Linked DNA regions of Gossypium hirsutum: region 2 is linked to region 1. Evidence: chromatin contacts called from public Hi-C data. All regions are on one chromosome and are shown on one strand. Each heading gives the region's core, a stretch centred on a gene start, on an enhancer-like site or on the middle of the called end of the contact. The rest is flanking DNA. Distances are from core to core; before and after follow the strand shown.

Region 1 (3,875 bases), core at 1,029-3,528:
GCGTCACACTGATACGGGTGAAGTCCCACAACTCCGATGTATACCCCTCAGCTAGACTATCCCCTTTCTCTAATTGCAATTTCTCTGACCATATATGGACAACCGCATTATCCCCCACTGTATTAAGAAATTCATTCTCCATGGTAAGCCTTCTAACTTAGTAACCGAACGCGAATCGACACCTCTTTAAATATGTAATGTCATGCAAAATACAACCAAAATAAAACACAACAAGTCAGTATCATATACAAACGATAAAATTCAAGGCAAATAAAACAAAGATAATCAAAACACCTATCTGGGTAACCGCTAAGGTTTAGCATAGCTCTACAAAAGATGGGCTCCTAGGGTTCACTATATGTGGTTCAGTTCTAAGGAAAGGGTACCTAAGCCAGCAGATTCCTCGATCCTCACCCATTATAGGCTCATATGGGTTGAGTTCAGTTTAGGGGAATACATTTCCCTATAACCATGCAGAGATAAAAATCTCACGAAGACATAGGTACGGATGTATCCCAAAAGCAATCAACTAGCCCATGCGGAGGTGAAAACCTAACGAAGGTATAGCTTCTCACTCCCACTTAAAGGTGTAACCACAACGGTCATGCAATGCAATGCAAGAGTATTCTAAAAGACTCAAACCAAAACAATCATACAAACAAATGCAACAAAAGAATCATGATTTTCAAATCAAAATTTCAATTTTTGACAAAAGGACAGAAAATAATCAATTTATAGCTTGACTCTCTTATTGGTCCCCAATGGAGTCGCCAAGCTGTAGAAGTAATTTTTTATTTGTTGAAAAAAACAGAGATCGACTTTAAAAAATGAAAAAGGGAGTCACCACCAATCCTTTTTATTTAGGTGTGATCGAATCACCTTATAAAATATTTTGTTTTATTAAAACCTCAATTTTGGTCTACGAAATTCGTGAAAACGGGTTCGGGAGTCGCTTGCATACGAGGAAGGATTAGCACCCTCGTAGTGCCCAAAATTGGTACCTAATTGATTAGTTAATGTTCTAATGTCGAAAATTTGAAAAGATTTTAAAATATAATCCCTTTAGAAAAAAAATTGAATAACTCGAATTGAATGTTAAGATTCTCTTGCTTGACATGACCTTTTAGACCTTCAAAACCAAGATCGGCTCTTGATTTTCAGAAATTCATACATTGAAAATTACAAAAGGATATTCGATTATTTGGTCCAACAGAAAACCGAAACCAAGCACGTTAGGGCATGATTTCTCGAATATCCAAACACAGAACATTGCCTTGTTTTGAAGTTAAGAAAACACAACTAAAATTTTGAAAAAATATTCGGTTAGTTGGTCAAATGGAAAATCGAAACCCAACATGTTAGGGCACAACTTCTCGAATTCCCAAACATGGAATATTACCTTTATTTTTAGCAAATTCTTTGTTTAATAATAATGATTTCAGAATAGGAACCATATTAAAACACGACCTTTTGAGCGAACGTAGTGCAGTGGAATAATATACAACGTAAAGTAGTAATTTACAAGCAAAATGCTACAATATTGAATCACAAATAACTAATAAACACAATGCAAGAATTATAATACCCGTGATGATAAATATGTAACATACAATCTCAATATTTAGAAATGATACAAAATGATATACTCCAAAAAAAACTAAAAAAATAAATGATATAAAAAAGATTAAAATAAGTAATAAAAAAGAGAAAAAAAAATAAAGGTTTAAAACAACGAAATAAAAAAAAAACAAATAAAAGTTTAAAAAACAACTATTGTAAACAAATTAAAAATAAATACTATAAATGGCAATAATATGAAATAATTTAAAATAGTTGATGTGCAAAACGGTTTTAAAATACAATAATATATAAAATGATTTAAAACAATTAATTTAAGAGCAACTTAAACTAATATATAAATTTAAATTTATTAAGTTTGAAATGAATAATATATATAAAAATGTGAAACAATCTAGTAAAAATAAGACACAAGATCTTAAAATAAATAATCATAAAACAATTTTTAAAATAAATAATACATAAAAGAAATAGAATAAATAATATATGAAAATAGTTTAAACTAACCAATATATATACAAATATTTAAAGTTAATAATATATAAGTTTAATATAAATAATATACATGAAAGAAATTTAATAAGAAAATAGTTGAAATAAATAATATATAGAAGGATTTAATAAAAGTATTAATAATAAAACTGAAAAGTGATAAATAAGTAAATCAAAACAAGCTAAGGACAAATTTGAAATTAAAACGAAATCTACAGTCTAAAAATTATATATTAAATTAACAAGAGGATCCAGATTGAATGTATGCGCAAAAAATAGGGATTGATTGGGAAATTATCCCTAACCCTTAAAACGCGTCGTTCTGATGCGGACCCAAATGAATCACTGATAAAATCATGGGACAAAATTGAAAAATAAAGATAAATTGATTTGAAAGACCAAGAAATGAGGAAGGGCGAAATGCGCAAATTGCCCGCTAATGGAAAACACGCAGATCCTCTCCGTATTGGGTCAACGCGCAGATCCACGGCCTTGAAACGACATCGTTTAGACGTTCAAACTCCAGGCACAAAACGGTGCCGTTCCATAGGCAATATAAATCTAAAAAATTTTAACTAAACTTCATTTGGTCATTCAGTTTAAAAAAAAAAAAGAAAAGAAAAAAATGCTTCCCATTCCTCTGCTAGGGTTTCGACCTTGCTTTAGGGAGCCACATAGGAGGGTCATCGGTGCTTCAGCACCTTCGCCTCTGACGCAGATCCATGAAGCGAACACAGGTAAGCCCTTTCTCTTTCAGTTTTTATTTAGAATCCGTTTGTAAAAAAAACGAAAAGAAGGAATAAAGGAAACGTGAATTTGAAAAGAAAATCCCAGAAAAAGAATGAAAAACAACCTTTTAAACCTTGGATCTGATTTTTTTATTGCTATTGATTTTTTTTTATTCAGTATCCATAAAAACTTTGCACCGATTCTCTGGCTTTTTATAGCAAAAAAAATGAAAACGAAATTACAACCTCATTTTTCTTCTATATTTTCTACTATTATTTTTTACTATTTTCTGTTATTTGCTGGTTATTTGCTGTATTTAGTTTCGTCTCGCAGGTTCTGCTGATGTGGAAGTGTACGGAGAAGGCCACTTGTGGGGAGGCTACGGCGCGCATGAGCAGCAGCTTCGTGGCCTAGAGTTTCCAGCAGATCTCATCTGTTCAGGCCATTTGGGCCAGTGTGCCTTGGGCCCTTGGAATTGGGTCTGTTTTAGGTTTTTAGCAACTGGGTTGGGTCTAGGTCTTAGGTTGGGTCTATTGTAAAATGGGTTTTGAAATTTGGGCTATCTTGTGTTTGGGCTAGAATTTTGTGATCTGGACTAATATTTTATTTTTTATTTTGGACTATTAAAAAAACCTGGTGTAAATGGACTTTTATTTATTATTTTTTGTTTTAAGTTATTTTATTTATTTTTGGATAACTTTATGGGCCCAGACGAAATGGGCCTTCTACAAACCCCACACACCAAATTAGTGATCATATGTCATTGTATAGAAATATGCAGTTAAGCTGCCAGATATAGTATAAAAAACTGCTAGAATTAGATATATGCAGTGTTTAACTGCCAAATACAATAATTTGCAGTGTTACGGCTAGAAATTGCAAAACATTGTCTATCAGAACTTACTCCATCACATATCATATCCCACCCCAAATACACATGCAATAACATAACATATATTAAGGCATATTCAGAATAACCATGCTTATAATGCTCACAAGTTTACATATTAGAAACACATTTTGAAAGGTAGACATACCTTTAGAATTTATGTGATCATAATAGAACATTAGTTTTC
Region 2 (3,875 bases), core at 886-3,385, 280 kb after region 1:
CGAGAAAATAGTAACACCACCGAGGAGATCGACCAACGATGCTAAAGCTCCAACATTCCAATTTCCATCAATATCCTATAAATTAATCCAGAAATTTTAAAAACCCATCAAGGATTGTTGAATAATCGAAGAAATAATCATAAGATTTAGTGAAGAAAAAAAGAAAACCCATAATTTGGATGGAGATTTTCATACAGAGACAGATTTTGGAACAACAAAATCAAATCGCATAAATCCCTTTTCGGCATGGATAACGCGTAGTCCTTGGAGAACTCTGGCATCCAATCCATGGCCTATTTTACCTTGAAGAATATCGCGAAGCCATGCTAAAGATGTCTGCAACGAATCATTTTCCATATCTTTGAAATTTCTCTCAGATTCTGATATTTCCTTTTGGTCCCTCTTGCAATGGGGATGCGGTGTTGTTTATTTCAACGCAGGTCTTCAGCTGTTTTTTTATATTGTTACTGTTTACCCATCCTCAAATCATTTCCCTACGAAGACTTTTTAATGTTTTGAATAATTTTTAAGGTAAATATACAATTTGCTACCTGAACTTGGCTTCAAGGTTCAAATTGATACCTAAGAGTTTTTTTTATCCAATTAAGTACCTGAATTTGTTTTTTTTTTCAAATTAGTAACTAAACTTAGCTTTATAATTCAAATAAGTCATTTTCCATAAATACCAATTTGGATAATAAGCCAATTTCAAGTACCAAATTGAACCAAGTCAAGTTCAAGTACATAATTGAACCCTAATAAACTTTTGATACCAAATTCAAGCACCGGGACTACTATAGTACTTTTACCTAAAAAATTACAAATTAATTATAAATTAAATAGAAATAAAATTTGGTTTAGTTTAAAGAAGGGATAAATATCAAAACTATACATAAACTTTGATCTAATGTGCAATATCATTCAACACTATTTTATGTTATATATTGTATCTACAAATAATTATATTAATTCAATATGAAAACAAATGTATGTATTTATTTCTTTAAATGTGTATCAAAAATAAAATTCCATACATATATATATATGCTATATACATATATATGAAACACAAATCCAACCTCATGTATATAATTGGACTAAAACACAATTCGTGTATTAAATTACACATTAAGTCAAATTACATATATAAATTTAATATTTATCTTCTCTAAAAGACCATAAACTAGAGCTACAACCCAATCATTAACCTAAAACTAGAGTGTACAAAACCTCATATGAAAAACATCTATCTTTTTCTTCAACTCTTAGAGAGGGGCTATGTGATAATTTTATAGAGTTATGGGACTTTTGGATAAACTATAAAAATAGTCATCTAACTATACACTTGATTTTAGTTTAGTAATTCGACTATTAATTTTTTTATTTAGTTATTTAATTTTTTGAAATTAAAGTTTTCAGTTGGTCTGTTGTTTGTTGCCCTTAACGGAAGTATAAGGTGGGTCTTTTTTATTGGTCTTATAATAAATTTAACTCTCTAATATTTACACATTCTATTAATTTGATCTAAATCTAAAAAATTCAACAAATTGACCTAATAATGTATCTATTAGAACTAAAATGACAAATTTTGTAAACATTGAAGTATAAATTTGTTAAATTGATTAACTCGCAAATCGATACAAACGAATTGAGCAGAACAAAAAAAAACATGTTCAACTTATTGAATCAATTTTCTCTCTTGTTAATTTTTTTATGATTTTTTTAATAATTTATTTAAAGTTATACTACACTTAATGTTATTAAATTATTAGTAAGTTTACGTTTTGGACACTTAACTTAAAAAAGTTAGAAAATGATCACGAAACTATTCGAAAGTTTTCATAGTTACTGAACTATTCAAAAGTTTGTATTTAAGTCATTAGGTTATTAAGCTTTTTTTTAACGATAGTTCAACTAACAAACTCCAAACAACGATTCGACAATCAGTAAGGTGGATCAATACCAATTGACAAGTAGAAGAGTATACCTTAAATCTAAATCGATCTGACACTTAATGTTATTTAGATTTTGGTTTGCATTTTCATGACGTTCAAAGTTGTTTTATAAAAAAAAATTGAATTATAGAAGAGAAAAGGAAAGATAGCTTTCAATTGGTACAATTGGTGTAAACTGAGAAGGCTATAAATAATGATTTTAAAAGCTCAGCGACTTAAATTACAACTTTCAAAATAGTTTTGTGACCATTTTGTAACTTTTTGAAGTTAAATGACCAAAAAGTAAACTTACTAACAGTTTAGTGACCTTGATTGTAGTTTACCCTTCATTTAATTTGTAGCAGATAACCTAAACTCTGTCACCCTCTAGTTGAAAGTTGAAACACAAAAGCACAAACATGAACAACATTGGCGTCCTAATGACATGTCCAATGTCGGAATACCTTGAAAACCAGCTTGAAAACCGGTTCAGCCTCTTCAAGCTATGGAACCATTCATCTCCCAAACCCGATTTTTTAAAGACCCACTCGAGTTCCATCAAAGCAGTGGTGGGAAACACCAAAATCGGAGCCGATGCAAATATGATCGATTCATTGCCCAATATGGAGATCGTTGCGAGCTATAGCGTCGGCCTGGACAAGATCGATTTGGGTAAGTGTAAAGAGAAGGGAATTAAAGTGACTAACACCCCGGATGTGTTGACTGATGATGTAGCTGATTTGGGTATTGGGTTGGCATTGGCTGTTTTGAGGAAAATGTGTGTTTGTGATCGGTTTGTGAGGAGTGGGAATTGGATCAATGGTGATTTTGGATTGGCTTCAAAGGTTCGTTTCTGGGTTTTCCTTTTTTTTCTCATTGTTTCTTTATTGGTTTTTGTATTTTTTATCCAATTTACTAAAAATTGTGTTCTTGTTTGGTGGGTTTTAGTTTCTAATTATGAATTTTAGCCCCTCTGCTTACGAAAATTGGAAATTAGTCCGATTATAAACATGTGGAATTGAAATGTTGATTGAACAGCTAATCTTTTATAATTACGTAATCTTCACAAATTTGGAATTTTACTTATTTTCAGGAATATATTGTCTTTCTACTTTTCACGTTTTAAAATTCAGGTACAACTTTTAACATTGTTAAAATTATTTTGTTATATTCAAGATCATTATAAGTTCATTTTGTTAGTCTTTTACAATCGTATTAATCGATTGAGAACGAGTTCGAGATTTATGAAATTGGTACCTGGTTTAGATAGATGAGTTAGGCTTTTAATTTGTTAATCCAGTTGTTTAAATTCGTAAACACAGTCCTGTCGGAGTTTTTTCCTTTCCGTTAGTGTTGGACGCCGGTAAGCTTCGATTTTTTGTGTGGTTTGATTGGGTTCTATCAATTTGCATTTGCGTATAATGGAGCTTACGGATGTAATTATCCTTGCTATGTGATTGGTAATGTTGTTCAATTGCGTCTGTCGGCTTCCAGTACCATTTTGATCGAGAACAATTTCGAAATTTGTAATATTAATAACTGGTTTGGTTGGAGCTCGGGACTTGGATTTTATCTGTTCTTGATTGATCGTGTCTTAGTGACCTAAATATGTCGGACAAAAGTGTTGTATCAAGTTCATTCCCGTTTGCTGAAAATGCAGATAACCAACAATGATCATATAGGGAAGTAGGAAAAATGATGAACCGTGGAATAATCTTTGAAAAGAGGCCAAAATTGACACGGGGGGACTAGAATTTCTTTGTTTGCCACTAAGACTCTAGTATTGACTTCTTTTTGCCTAGCTCATTGGTTTGTTTATCGAGTTCATCCACAATAGATGCTACATGAAGTCCTTTTGGTGAATGTGTATATGAACTCTCTGTACCTAGCTTGAATTAGATCGTTCTCTTCATTTTTGTTTTTCGTTTTATTTACTATTGT

The links. A called contact is a pair of places that touch in the nucleus more often than the background predicts.
Region 2: a contact with region 1 is called in a Hi-C map of leaf, with 2.6 times the contacts expected there. The contact joins the promoter of LOC107889117 here to the promoter of LOC107889113 in region 1. A contact is called at or near these places in 4 of 34 Hi-C or Micro-C datasets (callus, leaf and petal).

The regions. Positions count from the first base shown.
Region 1 is chrA09:62,234,432-62,238,306 of Gossypium_hirsutum_v2.1, forward strand. It overlaps LOC107889113, which reads left to right and starts at 2,279. Exons shown (of 2, transcript XM_016813435.2): 1 at 2,279-2,807; 2 at 3,120-3,459. The coding sequence starts at 2,793. The coding sequence ends at 3,338.
Region 2 is chrA09:62,512,669-62,516,543 of Gossypium_hirsutum_v2.1, forward strand. LOC107889117 (glyoxylate/hydroxypyruvate/pyruvate reductase 2KGR) reads left to right here and starts at 2,136. Exons shown (of 2, transcript XM_016813437.2): 1 at 2,136-2,779. The coding sequence starts at 2,354. LOC107889116 reads right to left here and starts at 486. Exons shown (of 3, transcript XM_016813436.2): 1 at 196-486; 2 at 1-75. The coding sequence starts at 357.